Linked DNA regions of Pan troglodytes: region 2 is linked to region 1. Evidence: chromatin contacts called from public Hi-C data. All regions are on one chromosome and are shown on one strand. The core of a region is the stretch at or near the end of the contact, and the rest is flanking DNA. Distances in the headings are between cores, read along the strand shown. Region 1 overlaps SBF2 (SET binding factor 2). Region 2 holds the start of ADM (adrenomedullin).

Region 1 (2,508 bases), core at 6-2,505:
TCATTTAACATAATCCCAGACTTCTTGGAGGCTTTGTTCATATTTTCTTACCCTTTTTTCTTTGTCTTTGTCGGATTAGGTTAATTCAAAGACCTTGTCTTCCAGCTCTGAATTTCTTTCTTCTACTTGTTCAGTTCTATTGCTGAGACTTTCCAGAGCATTTCCCATTTCTAAAAGTGTGTCCAAAGTTTCTTGAATTTTTTATTGTTTTCTCTTTAAGCTATCTATTTCTATGAATATTTCTCCATTCACTTCTTGTATCATTTTTTGGATTTCCTTGCATTGGGCTTCACCTTTCTCTGCTCCCTCCCTCATTAGCTTAGTAACTAACCTCCTGAGTTCTTTTTCAGGTAATCAGAGATTTCTTCTTGGTTTGGATCCATTACTAGTGAACTAGTGTGATTTTTGGGGGGATGTTGAAGAGCCTTGTTTTGTCATATTACCAGGGTTGGTTTTCTGGTTCCTTCTTATTTGGGTAAGCTCTGTCAGAGGGAAGGTCTAGGACTGAAGGCTGTTGTTCAGATTATTTTGTCCCACAGAGTGTTCTCTTGGTGTAGTACTCTCCCTCTTTTCCTATGGATGTGACTCCCTGTGAGCCGAACTGCAGTGATTGTTGTCTCTCCTGGATCTAGCCACCCAGCGAGTCTACCTGGCTCCAGGCTGGTACCGAGGATTGTCTGCACAGAGTCCTGTGATGTGAACCGTCTATGGGTCTCTCAGCTGTGGATACCAGTGCCTGTTCCGGTGGAGGTGGCGGAGGGTGCAGTGAGCTCCATGAGGGCCCTTAGCTTTGGTGGTTTAATGCTCTGTTTTTGCGCTGGTTGGCCTCCTGTCAGGAGGTGGTGCCTTCCAGAAAGCATCAGGTGTAGTAGTGTGGAGAGGGACCAGTGGTGGGCAGGGCCCTTGAACTCCCAAGATTATATGCCCTTTGTCTTCTGCTACCAGGGTGGATAGGGAAGGACCATCAGGTTGGGAAGGAGCTAGGCCTGTCTGAGCTCAGATTCTCTTTGGGCGGGTCTTGATGTGGCTGCTGTGGGGGATGGGGGTGAGATTCCCAGCTCACTGGAGTTGTGTACCTAGGGAGATTATGGCTTCCTCTGCTGAGTCATGCAAGTTGTCAGGAAAGTGGGGGAAAGCCGGCAGTCACAGGCCTCACCCAGCTCCCACGCAAACAGAAGGGCCAGTTTCTCTCCCGCTGTGCCCCCTAGTAGCCCTGAGTCTGTTTCCAGGCAGAGGGCAAGACGGGCTGCCAGACGGGCTTGAAAACTTGCCCGAGGCTATCCGCCTCCCAGCTGTGAAAGAAAAGTGCTTTAGTTCTTCCCCTGCCTGTGAAGTCTGCAACCCGGATTTGCAGCCCCCACCACCCCCGGGGCTTCTCACCCCATTCAAATAGTTAAAAAGTTCAGCTAGAGAATTCCTTCTCCCTGTGGAGTTTTACCTGCTGCTCCGCTGGCCACCCTCCCGAGGGATCCCTGTGGTGCCAGGCAGGAATGGGCTGCTTTGGGACCCAGCAAGCTCCCAGGGCCTTTCTGCTGCTTTCTCTACCCCTGTATTTCGCTTGGCTCTCTAACTTGACTCAGCTTTAGGTAAAGTCGGAAACTTCTCCCACATTTAGACCTTCAGCTTCTCCGGTGTGTGTTCGGGAGAGGAGGGTCTCCCTTTCCCACTTAGACAGTTGGGGCACTCACAGTATTTGGGGTGTCTCCCAAATCCCGCAGGAGCAGTTCACTTCCTTCCGAGGGTCTGTGATTCCTCTCCAGATTGCTGGTTTGTTCTTGCAGTTGATCTAGAGCTGAAACTCACAATGCAAGCCTCCACATGCTTCTCTGTCTGGAGCTGCAATCTAGTCCTGCCTCCCATCTGCCATGATCCACTCTATTTAGACAGTCATTAATTTTAAAAATATACTGTTAAATAAAGTATTTTGTTCACAGAACTAGAAAGCTTCCTGTGATAGTTTTTTTGCTCTGGATTGTAAATTATGAGATATTACAGTTGGTACCGTATATCAAAATAGACCACATTTTTCAAAGTAATTTTCCTGTCAGTCAGTGTGTTATGAAAACATGTTAGTCACAATTTTTTCAGTTAGTCATTTGCCCTCATTATGGTTTTCATTTGGGTCTCTTGTAAGACATAAAGATTAGACTCACTGGAGACCAGAACCACCTCAGACAGAACCGACCAGTGTCCTCTGCTTTGGCTTGGCACCGCGGTTGGCAGCTGGTCAGGAGTTGCATTGTTTTGAACAGAGGGAGCGAAAAGCTGAAAGAAAAAAAGCAAATTGACAAGTGACCACAGAAACACAAGGATGAAAATATTCCATGGATAGAGGAAATGCAATAAGTTAAAAGGACTCGGATGTGGTAAAGTGTGAAATAACTATTTGAACACCAGGAAAGAAAAGAGCATAAAATGACAGAGATTATATTCATATGGAAAAATGGATTTGGGCTAATGAGTGTTCCTTATTTCTCCTGCTGTGAAGTTTTGAGTCCTAAGAAAAGT
Region 2 (2,508 bases), core at 4-2,503, 320 kb before region 1:
CAAGGAAGGTAACATTCCTTTTCCCATTTCAGCAGGTAGAAAATTCAAGCTCAGAGAGGGGAGGTATCTGCAGAGAGGGGAAGTCACCCTGCAGGTAGGAAGCAGCAGAGTCCCTACTCGGCCCGACACGCTAGCACGGCCGACTGGGGCGCGGCGTGGATTCCTCTAGGCTGGGGTCACCAACTTCTCAAGGGGCAAAGGAGAGTCCTAGCCCCCGCCCTAAGAATTTGTGCCTGTTCATGATGAATCACGCTAAACACGTTTGCCACCCGTTTGTGCTCTTTCATCACAGCTTCTTCTCTTTCTTACTTCTCTCCTGGGGGCCAAACTGGGAAGGAAAGGCTAAGCCACGGGGCTTCCTGCTTCTTGCTTGTGGGTTTCTGGGGTCCTACTAACTACTCCTCTAATCGAATGTCCTGAAGCCCAGCGACTCGACGGAGAGGCCAAAGGTGCGAGACCACTAGCCAAACAGGTTTCTAGTCCTCACCTCCCGGCAATTCGCTGTGTGAAGGTGGGCGAGTCATGTCCCATCTCTCGAGTCCCCATCTTAGAGCCGGTCCCCAGCAGACGTTTAAGCTTCCTTCCTACTCTGCCATATGGCTCTGAGCTCCGGTGCAAAGGCGGCTGGGCAGTGGGTCGCGCGGACCTTGCCCAGAGTGGTCTGTCTGGGCCGCGCACTGCTGGCTTAGCTGCCTTTTCACTCTCGGGACTCAACAGTGGACATTGCACCTGGGGAAGAAATGGCCGCGCGGAAGTTATTTAAGGACTCTTCCTGGAAGGAGTCACCTGAGCGGACCTGAATTCCATCTGAGGACGGAGGACAGATTCCGGGCCCTGACCCTGGCCCTGGTAAGGGGTTGGGACGCGGAGGGTTAGAGGAGTGCAGCGCGGCGCACTGGTCTGGATCCGGCCGCCCGGCTGGGCGCAGGGCAGTCACCGCAGTGGCCTGGCCGGGCGACTAGTCCGTCTGCACCGCAGACAGCAGCTATTACTGAACGCCTGCTCGGTGACCAGGAGCCTCCCCAGCCTAACTATTGTTCTTCTCCCTTGTCTCCCATTTCCTTTTCCTTTCACTTTATCCTCTGCGAGTCAAGCTCTTCGCGCAGATCCAGGACTGGCTATCAGTCGCTCTGAGGATGCGACCTACTTGTCGCCAGCTTCCACTTGGTTCCGCGCCAGGACAGGTTTTACTTTCATTTCTCCCGCGCGCGCCTCCGACTGCTGGGGAGGTCAAGGACAGCTAGGCGTCGGCCCACGGCCAGGGAAGGTCCCGTGGTCTGGACTCGTTCCTTCCAGTCTCCACCAGTCCTGGGGGGTGGGGCGCGGCGGGGGTGTTCGTTCTCCAGAGAACTCTGCGACTGTAACTCGCTGCCACCTCGCTGCCCTTTACAAAAGCTCGTGATTCCGTGGGGAAACTTGAGCTGTGGCTCTGCCAGGAGGATCGCGAAGCCAGTGCCCTTGGTTCAAACTCCTCTTTGAGCTGCAGGCGGCTTCAAAAAGGAAAGCAAGCCCAGGAGTGTAGGGAGACTCAGAGGCTAGGCTCTGCCAGCCTCGGGTGCCTATGCCAGCAACCTCTTGGCTGTGACAAGAATTCCCACCTGAGAGTCTTGGCATGCACCTTATCAGCCTGGTGCACTTTGCCGCTCTGGCACTTAGAGATCTGTCACTTGAGAACCAAGTCAATTCTTTAAGTAAAATCTTGGATTGGCAGCTCAAAGTATTTTCCTAGAAAGCCCCTATCTTGGAGTGTGTGAGAGTGTGCGCGAGCGCGCACTCCGCTTGCATGGGTGAGTAGCAGGGGCTAGAGTGCTCCCCAAAGCGTCGTGGGTTTAAGTCGAAAAAAGATAAGGAATTTGTTAAATCTGGGCATCTATGTTTTTTCTCGTGAAATCTCGAGTTTGTTTAATTAATCATCGTTAACGACAAAAAAAAACACTAGAATGCATTTCTGGTTCAATGGTTCTATGGAGAAGGAAATGCTGCAGTGGGAGTTCTGATCCTGGTGATTTATTAACATAAGTTGCATCCATTCAAGTGGCAGTGATTGTAGATTCACGTTGAGCAAGGACAGTACAAGGAAGGAAGGAAGTGAAGGAAGAAACATCTTTAAAGTTTCTGGCAAGAAAAGAGAAAAGAAAAAGAAAAAAAAATCCTTGTTAATGAAGATCTACTTTTTTTGTGTGCTCCAGAATTTCAAAAGGTCAGATTACAAATAAACATCCAAACCACTGTAATAAATGTGTACATCCTGACATTAGGGAGACACACATACACATATGCTAAAGGGTTTTTGCGTAATGGTGTTTCAACTTCTTCACATTCCAATTGAATGATTTTTAGGCCCTATATCCAAGCCTGATTCTTAGTAAAGTTTGGAGTTTAAAAAAATATGTGGTAGTGGTTTCTCAGCTAGCACTGTGGACACAGTTCTTAAAGCCAGAGTGGCCATACTCAGGTCTTTCAGAGAAGCATTGAAAAATAATAAATATCAATGATATTAATAAGAAT

The links. Hi-C and Micro-C count contacts between places; a contact is called where the count stands out from the background.
Region 2: a Hi-C map of stem cell-derived neural progenitor cells shows a contact between it and region 1, with 4 times the contacts expected there. The contact joins the promoter of ADM here to the enhancer-like site in region 1. A contact is called at or near these places in 4 of 7 Hi-C or Micro-C datasets (blood, induced pluripotent stem cells and stem cell-derived neural progenitor cells) and 1 of 1 datasets of contacts at active chromatin or transcription factors (stem cell-derived excitatory neurons).

The regions. Positions count from the first base shown.
Region 1 is chr9:14,137,573-14,140,080 of NHGRI_mPanTro3-v2.0_pri, reverse strand. The region is part of intron 13 of SBF2 (SET binding factor 2); the gene reads left to right. Among named protein-coding and RNA genes, the nearest start is that of SBF2, 310 kb to the left of the region's middle. Within about 2 kb of position 1,255, at least 6 of the 24 cell types and tissues checked have an H3K27ac peak or open chromatin away from gene starts, as enhancers often do. A contact at or near this core is called in induced pluripotent stem cells and stem cell-derived neural progenitor cells, where this site is marked.
Region 2 is chr9:14,453,413-14,455,920 of NHGRI_mPanTro3-v2.0_pri, reverse strand. ADM (adrenomedullin) reads right to left here and starts at 1,253. Exons shown (of 4, transcript XM_001169702.6): 1 at 1-1,253.